Regions from separate parts of the Mus musculus genome. Here region 2 is linked to region 1. Evidence: chromatin contacts called from public promoter capture Hi-C data. All regions are on one chromosome and are shown on one strand. Each heading gives the region's core, a stretch centred on a gene start, on an enhancer-like site or on the middle of the called end of the contact. The rest is flanking DNA. Distances are from core to core; before and after follow the strand shown.

Evidence for each region. Promoter capture Hi-C pulls out the DNA fragments that hold promoters and counts their contacts.
Region 2: a contact with region 1 is called in a promoter capture Hi-C map of liver, with 2.4 times the contacts expected there. The contact joins the promoter of 2310034O05Rik here to the promoter of A730035I17Rik in region 1. A contact is called at or near these places in 2 of 39 promoter capture datasets (hippocampal neurons and liver).

What each region holds. Positions count from the first base shown.
Region 1 is chr5:98,184,287-98,188,776 of GRCm38.p6, forward strand. It overlaps A730035I17Rik (RIKEN cDNA A730035I17 gene), which reads right to left and starts at 1,698. Exons shown (of 3, transcript NR_153823.1): 1 at 758-1,698; 2 at 432-482. It overlaps Prdm8 (PR domain containing 8), which reads left to right. Exons shown (of 4, transcript NM_029947.2): 3 at 175-403; 4 at 738-3,162. The coding sequence ends at 2,356.
Region 2 is chr5:100,208,707-100,213,316 of GRCm38.p6, forward strand. It overlaps 2310034O05Rik (RIKEN cDNA 2310034O05 gene), which reads left to right and starts at 1,986. Exons shown (of 4, transcript NR_040679.1): 1 at 1,986-2,321. It overlaps Gm36304 (a long non-coding RNA gene), which reads right to left. Exons shown (of 2, transcript XR_001784901.1): 2 at 3,880-4,462.

The sequences.
Region 1 (4,490 bases), core at 448-2,947:
TGCCCATTGACCACAAATGCAGGGATGCAGTTCGACTTTGGTCAACTTTTGCAAACTTGGTTTCAGATAATTGTTTGGAAAGAACAAAAGCCAGACAGATGAAATATCTCTGGTTTCTCTGGTTGCCGTCTTTCACGTGGATCCCTCTCTTCTTGTCTTTCTTAAATACTGTAGGTAGACACTTCGGCGGCAAATGGTTCCTCAGAAGGTCTCATGTGGCTGCGGCTGGTCCAATCAGCCCGAGATAAGGAAGAACAGAATCTCGAAGCTTATATAAAAAATGGACAGCTGTTCTACCGCTCTCTCCGCAGGATTGCCAAAGATGAAGAGTTACTAGTTTGGTACGGGAAAGAACTGACTGAATTGCTCTTGCTCTGCCCGTCTAGAGCTCACAAAATGAACGGTAGGTTGGCTCGGGTGCCTGGGCTCACCTTGCACATCATAGGGTGGACGAAGCTTCTGAGGTGTTGTCCCGAATGGAACTAGGACAGAAGGGGAAGGAAAAGTTGGGGAGCGTTTGACTTAGTAAATGCACAAATCAAGAAAGTAAGTTGCACCAAATAGGATAGTGTATTCATTTTTTTGGGCACTCAGCCCAGAAAGATAAAGTGGATTTGTTATGGGGAGGATGGCTAAGTGGCCTAGGGGCGATGCTAACTAACCATGTGGGGTGTGTGTGTGTGTGTGTGTGTGTGTGTGTGTGTGTGTGTGTGTGTGTGTGTTTGCTCACTAAGCAGGGTCGTCTCCTTACACATGCCTGGAATGCAGCCAACGTTTCCAGTTTGAGTTCCCCTATGTGGCACATCTGCGATTCCGCTGCCCCAAGAGACTTCACAGCACTGATGCGAATCCCCAAGACGAGCAAGGGGGCGGCTTGGGCACTAAGGACCACGGCGGCGGCGGCGGTGGTAAAGAGCAACAGCAGCAGCAACAGCAGCAGCAACAGGAGGCGCCGTTGATCCCGGGCCCCAAGTTCTGCAAAGCCGGCCCCATACACCACTACCCCGCGTCATCCCCGGAGGCGAGCAACCCGCCGGGCTCCGCGGGTGCCGGCAGCGCCAAGCCGTCCACGGACTTCCACAACTTGGCTCGGGAACTGGAAAACTCCCGGGGAAGCAGCAGTTGCGTAGCGGCCCCGGGCGTCGGCAGTGGCGGCAGCGGCCACCAGGAGGCGGAGCTGAGTCCCGACGGCGTCGCCACCGGCGGCTGCAAAGGCAAGAGGCGGTTCCCAGAGGAGGCGGCGGCGGAGGGCGGCGGCGCGGGGCTGGCGGGCGGCCGTGCGCGCTTCTCCGAGAGGCCGCTGGCGACCTCCAAGGAGGAGTTGGTGTGCACGCCGCAGCAGTACCGCGCCGCCGGCAGCTACTTCGGCCTGGAGGAGAACGGCCGGCTCTTCGCGCCGCCCAGCCCGGAGACTGGCGAGGCGAAGCGCAGCGCCTTCGTGGAGGTGAAGAAGGCGGGCCGCGCGGTGGGCTTGCAGGAGGAGGCGGCGGCGACAGACGGCGCAGGGGGCACGGCCGAGGACCCCGACGCGGGAGGCGGTGTCGCCGGCGGCGGCAGCAACGGCTCGTCCACCCCCGCGGCGGGGTCGCCTGGGGCCCCCGAGAAGTTGCTGGCTCCGCGTCCCGGAGGCTCTCTGCCCGGACGGCTGGAGGGCGGGAGCCCCGCGCGCGGCAGCGCCTTCACCTCGGTGTCGCAGCTGGGCGGCGGTGGCGGCGCGGGGACCGCGGGGACTGCGGGGGGCTCGGGGGGCGGCCAAACGGCCGCATCGGACGAGCGGAAGAGCGCCTTCTCGCAGCCCGCGCGCTCCTTCTCGCAGCTGTCCCCGTTGGTCCTCGGCCAGAAGCTGGGCGCTCTCGAGCCGTGTCACCCGGGAGACGGCGTGGGTCCCACCAGACTCTACCCGGCCGCCGCCGATCCGCTGGCTGTGAAGCTGCAGGGGGCAGCGGACCTGAACGGAGCCTGCGGGCCCCTGGCGAGCGGCGGTGGCGGTGGCTTGCCCAAGCAGAGCCCCTTCCTCTACGCCACCGCCTTCTGGCCCAAGAGCTCGGCTGCGGCGGCAGCGGCGGCGGCGGCCGCCGCCGGGCCCCTGCAGCTGCAACTGCCCTCCGCGCTCACCCTGCTGCCGCCCTCCTTCACTTCGCTGTGTCTGCCCGCGCAGAACTGGTGCGCCAAATGCAACGCCTCCTTCCGCATGACCTCCGACCTGGTGTACCATATGCGGTCTCACCACAAAAAGGAGTATGCCATGGAGCCCCTGGTGAAGCGGCGGCGGGAGGAGAAACTCAAGTGCCCCATTTGCAACGAGTCCTTCAGGGAGCGTCACCACCTGTCCCGGCACATGACCTCGCATAATTAATTGTTGCGTAAAAGACTCCGGCTTTCCACGCGTGTGCACGCACAGTCAAGCCACCTGCAGGAGCAGACACGCGAGGATGACATCCACCACTACCTTATGCCCCCAAACACTGCAACCAAACACGTGCACACACAGGTCCCTCCCCTCGCCAGGAGCCTCATCATCCAAATGTTTAATTTCACACACACACACACACACACACACACACACACACACACACACGCACGCACGAACGCACACACGGACGCACGCACACGATGCACAGGATGGTGGATTTTGGATTGGGTGGGTTGTTTGAGCGGGGTTTTCTTTTGAATGCACGAATTTTCACTTTCCCAAAAACAAAAGTACATTTTTAAAAAAATGTCATATATTGCAACATATTGATGCATTTGTCATACGTTTCTACTTAAATTATTAAGCACTTATGGTTTAGATGTAATAATTATATGTAAGGACAAAGTTTATTTTAGATATAAAGTAATGGAGGAAGAGGAGATGCGTTCTGCATTTCCTGATGACAGCTGTGTTCTTACAAAAATAAACAAAATGGATAAAAAGGGGGGCGCCATTCGGTTTAAGTTTCCAGGGGGAAGTGCATGTATCATGAAATGATTATGGACTTCAGTGAAGAATGTCATCAATGATGTAAATATGTATTCCCTTTTAATACAAAGTGTAATTTTGTGCCAGTGACATGGAGTCTGAATAGTTATGTGTTTCTTCTATCCCTAAGAGATTTATTAAACGGTATAGTTTATCCAGGTATGTTGGATGCTTTGACAATAAATAACTATTTTCCTCAAAGCAAATATTTGGAAAGTTTACAAAAAATATTTTTAGGTCAGTATAATACTTTGGATAGTTGATGCCTTTTCGTTGACTCCTTGAAAAGAAGCAAGGAGACCACAGCTTCCTCTGCAGGTATTAACTACAAGCCAGTTTTGAGCCTAAGGGTGTTGATTGTCACTTGAAGATTCTCTATCTGAAAGGTGTTGGGTTTAAGGATCAAGGACAAATCACTTAGGTGCAGTAATTGCCATACAGGTTCCCTGTCAGAACTTTGTAGGTGTCTCTTCCAGAAGGAAAAGAATTACTCTCCACATAAGTGACCAATCTGCATTTTTTAAGCCCACTTTAGGATCTAGTAGTGATACTTCCCCCAAGGGATGTCCTACATTCTAGAACTTCAAGCTTCCTATCATCCATTAAGGACACATAGAGAATCTATCAAGTAATACAATTTGAAAGACCGAGGTTTGCTGATGGTATATCAAAGGCCTCCGTGTCCACACATGTCTATCTGGGAGTGATCCTGAGACAAAGATACCGAGGAACCAACTGGTTCTTTATGAAAAGTCGCTGTCATCTTGGCTTCTGACTTCAGTTCTTAGAGAACATCATGTTTGTGTCTGGTGTACACTGAAGCCTCTACACTAAAAACCAAATGACCAATGAGCCTTCTTTGCAGCAACCTCACCCCCACCAACACACACACACACACACACACACACACACACACACACACACACACACCTCTCTCTCTCTCTCTCTCCTTCCCTCCCCTCCCCCCTCCCCCCATTGAACCCTTAACTACACCTCCCTTTTTGTTGATTTCCCCCTTCCATGTGAAGGATGCTTGTGGAGAGATCTCTAGTGGGAACTTCACACATGTCTTCATCTCAAGGCTTTTCAAAAACTTTCCCTAAAGGATTTTGAAGCCTTCATTGTTTTAAGGCCACCAGACAGCAAGTTGCATTTAGAACAGGGACCCTGTTGTAGGGGTGATAAATGTATTCAGGGAATATGGCCACTTTGGTGGAAAAGCTGTTTGTCTACCTTGGAGTCATTCGAATACTATTTTGGCACTATAATCCTTTGAGGCCTGCTTTCAGTTTCCCCACATAGTCTGATGACTTTACACTCAACCTGCTCCAAGTGTAAGTAAGGAAAGGATGGTCCAAAACGTACTGGTTTTGCCTCTGCTAATGTTAGCTGGTGTTGTCATTGGTCACATCATTTGGTGTACCTGTGGATTGCTTATGTCTTCTAGAAAACCAGGGAAGCACATTCCAGTGTCTTCAAATTACGTCTAGCACAGAAGAGAGTTTTTGTTTCTTTTGTTTTTCCCAGT
Region 2 (4,610 bases), core at 736-3,235, 2.0 Mb after region 1:
ACCTTCCCACAGTGGAGCACTCACTCACAACCTACCCCATGGTGGAACAGTCTCTCACAACCTTCCCACAGTGGAGCACTCACTCATAACCTATTCCACAGTGGAGCACTCTCTCACAACCTTCCCATAGTGGAGCACTCTCTCACAACCTTCCCATTGTGGAGCACTCTCTCACAACCTTCCCATAGTGGAGCACTCTCTCTCAACCTACCCCATTGTGGAGCACTCACTCACAACCTTCCCACAGTGGAGCACTCGCTCACAACCTACCCCACAAGCACACATGTGTACACTTTTGCTATCCTGAATCTTAAACCTAGGGTGGGAGGGCATTGGGAGAACAGAATCAGAAACATGGGCCCTCCTCATCACACCACCTCCGTGGTCCACATTCTACCCACTCTACCCACTTCAGGGAGCACTGGTCTGGCCTGGTTCCTGCAGGGTGACCCACAGCCTGTACATTCCTGCCCCAGCCCCCAGGTCTTACTGTTTCCTCCAGGCCAGCTCCCTCTCTCCAGCTGTCTGCAGACCTTTATCTTCGGGATGCTATTTCCCAGACATCCGCAGCCACAGGAAGCATTAGTTCTGCCGCTAAAGCGTGGACAGTGCAGGGCAAATGACTTCTGGCAGCAAGCAGTTACGATAATTTTTTAATGATACAAGCAGTCCTCAGCCAGGACTGTTCCATGCAGGCCTGCCTGAGCAGAACCCGGAGCTGACCAAGGGTTTCTCTCCTAACATGGTTTGATTGAGCGAGACATTTGATTTGCACTTCTATTAAAGGGAAGTAATGTATTAAATTGTTTTGATGCTGCCGCTCGGGCTATTCTCAGTGAAAGAATGCACTCTGTCTATACCTCTGGCTGGCTCCTGTCTCCCACCACTCACAGGTCCAAGGCCAGGGTTTCCTCTTATTTTTTGAAGCCAAGTATGACCTTGAACTTATGACCCTCCTGCCTCCACTTACTGGGAGCAGCAATTACAGGCAAGAGACTGGTTTTGTGAAGGGCCAGCAACCGAGCGCAGGGCTTCAGCTAGGCTAGTTTCTTAAGTGAAGGCTCAGGACTTTCCAAGTTGCTTGTTTTTCTGCAGCGTTTGCAAAAGCAATTCTAATGTCCAAATGGTGTGGTTGTATTTAGAGAGTGAGGCAGGAGATTGAGAACGGATCTTTTTTCCTTAAGGATCAAAGTAACAGCCATTTTCCTACCTCCATACTCCTACTCTTGTGACAAAAAAAAAAAAAAAAAAAAAAAGAAACCTGGATTGTTATAACTGTTTTCTGCCGGGAGGCCGGAGTGTGTGCATCTGCTAGGGAGAACCTCAGGATGAGGGGAAAGCCCAGCTGAGCTGCCTGGGGTGAGGAAGAAGGTGGGGGAAGCACCTTTTCTCTGTCTTCTGTTTGCCTGGGATTCAGAAACTTCTGCACTATAATTGTAGTCTGCAGAACAGTAGAAGAAAGCCTACAAAAGGTTTTTTCCATGTATATGCAGATGATCATGTATAGCACAGACCAGGCGGCAGCCACAGGAATTTATCATATCTTGCTTCTGGAGGCTGGAGACACGAGCATCTATAGATCTGGTTTCTTCTGAGCCCTCCTCCTCTTTCACTTAAAGATGGCTGTCTTGTGTTTCTCCAGCCATGTTGGTTAGAGCTTACTTCTATAATCTCATTTTATCTTAAACACCCTTTAAAGGCCTCATATTCCAGATGTACTCCAAGATGCTGAGTTCAGCTGAGAACTCAGAGGGAAAGAATCCACCTTGAGGTGGAAACTTAAGGGTTCTTTGGAAAATCAGTTGTGTTGGGTGGTGTTTTTCTCAGGCAAATATGTGAAGGTGACTTGGGCCAATTGGCAGAATGATGTCAGCAGAGACAGACTCACATGGAGTTTTACTAAGTCAGACTCACGTGGTGAGGCAAGACACGCGGAGGACACGTGATGTTTGGAGGGATAAATAGGACTCAGCGGACTGTGAGAGGAGCTTGACTCACTGGTAGAGCTAGCTATGCAACACTTGCTGGTCTCTCATCTTTGCTGAACTTCAGTATGTTAAGAGAGGCACCACGGAGAACTTTTCCTGGGGTTGCTGGTGAGCTGAATTCCTTCTGCTGACTCCTGCTGTTTCAACTGAGGCCTGGCTGTTCCTGCTAGGTCATGCCACCACTGCTGCTATCCCAATACTACTGAACTGGACTGCTGCGGGTGTATCTGTGAAGTGTTTACAAGTAGATCGAGCTGCCACTGCTGACCTGTGAACTGAACTGCTGATTCTCTGACAACGGGGATGGAATTTGCTCCAAAGAACCATTTCCAGGCAGGTCCACTTCCCCCACGTCCTTTCTTTCCCACTGCCTCTGCTGGGTGGTGGGCTAGAGAGGAGGCTGGAGGGCTTGGGAACCATCATTAAAAGTAGGGTTTGAAGGAATTGAAGATACACCACCCAGTGACTCTGTTCTAACCTGCTTTACTTGGGACATAGTCTTATTCTCGTGGCTTATGGGTGACCTGTGGGGCTCTAGCCCTGGCCATCTGCAGGTGTGATCTTGGTAGACAAGGGTCTCTTGCATTCCCAGGACACTGACCTTTAAAAGCAGTGACGTGCTTTCTATGAATAGAAACCTACAATGGGTGCTTCCATAAAACAAATACTCTTCTTGCATGTTTACTTTTGTAAGTTTGGATTTCTGGGTCAATAGTTTTCTGGGTGTATGGCGCCTACCTATATTCACAATAACAAAAGCTCAACCAAAAAATTCAAGGTCCTCTTCGTTCCCACTTGGGAACTTGGAATACTCCTGTGCATGAAACAAGCCTGGGGTCCCGCTTCCTGGGCTTCACGTCTGTTTTCTGTTTTGTTGGAAATTAAAAGCCTGGGCCTTGCATATGCTAAGCAAATTCTCCCAAGCTACATCTGCAGCACTTTATTTAGTTTTTAATTGTATATTTTAAGGATATATTAATTTTTCTTTTAAGTGTATGAGTGAGCCTCAGAATCTGGGGTTTGCCAGAAGAAGAATTAGATCTCTTAGAACTAGAACTGCAGATGGTTTTAAGCTGCCATGTGGCTGCTGGGAACCAATCTGAGTCCTCTGGAAGAGCATCCAGGATTGTAACCTCTGCGTCATCTCTCCAGCCCTGAGTCCTTTATTTCTACTTATTTTGAGATAGAGCGGCACACAAGTTGCCCAGGCTAGAGCAGACTTGAACTCTCTGTGTAACCCAGGAAGGCTTTGAACTTTTAATCCTTCAACTTCAGCTTCCTAAGTAACTGGGTACAGGCTTGTACCACCAGGCCTACTAGATTTCTCATTTCGTAATGTAAACAAGAGATGAGACAAAGCAATACTGAAGAGTTTCCTTCTGCACTGCTGAACACTGCATCTACTTGTCATCCATCCATCCCCATCCATCCATCACCCATCCATCCCTTCATCCATTAATCCATCCAACCTCTTATCTATCCATCCATCCTTCTATCCATCTATCTATCCATTAATCTGTCCATCTATCCATTCCTTCATCTATCCATCCATTCCTTCATCCATCCATCCATTTCTCTTTCTTTCTTTCTTTCTTTCTTTCTTTCTTTCTTTCTTTCTTTCTTTCTTTCTTTCTTTCTTCCTTCCTTCCTTCCTTCCTTCCTTTCTTTCTTTCTTGCTTTCTTTCTTTCTTTCTTTCTTTCTTTCTTCCTTCCTTCCAACTATCCATCTTCTATTCATCCAGTAATTATGTAACAAGAACTTCCCAACTCTGAGGCCCTGTTGTGTGGAACACCAGTAAAAACTCATGACCTCCATGACTCTTTAATATGAGTTGTAAATTGAAGGCATATCGGTTTATAGATGTAGTTGTATATAGATTTAGAAAGCTAAGTCAAATGTAAAGTTTATATGTAGTTAGGGGAGGAATGTCCTCCAGATGAAGCTTTCTCCCTCCCTCCTTTCCCCCTCGTCCTTTCTCCTTTCTCTTTCCCTTTTCATTTCCCCTTCTACAGCTAATGTGGAGAAGAATTCCGCGATCTGATACACTCTTCACAGAGGTTCTCCTGGTGATTTTTCAAGTCAGGAATGCTTTCGCTGCATCTCTTCTCGGATGAGAAAGCCATGCTATGATAAGTGGCCTGGAAGTTGTTACAAAGAGCTGCCAAGTGCCAAGAACATTGTTCCATGGAGAGCTGGAGAAGAGTGTGAGGTTGGGGACACAGAAAACAGCAGGCTGGATGTTACAGCAGAAGGCATTTGTGTTATCATCGGATGAGCCAAGACAAGTCTGTCAGGGAGTGTCAGGGAGGTTTTAATCACGTCGCTGGGCTCTGTGAACTCAGTCAAGCTTCGACAGAGAGTAAGAGACTCTGGCAGGCAAATCATCCTAGCGCATGAAGGCCACAGACCTTATTCTGGAGCAAGTCACTACATAATATTGTGACTTCCTGGATCCATCAATGCTCGTTTTATCCTTTAAAAGGAAATGCAGAAAAAGTTAAAGCAATGTCGCACAAAAGCAAAGTGCTGTTATTTATAGTGATCTAGGCATCAAAATGGTATGTCTTAATCATCAATCAACTTCATAACTATATCTCCACTAGAGTATATTACATAAGATG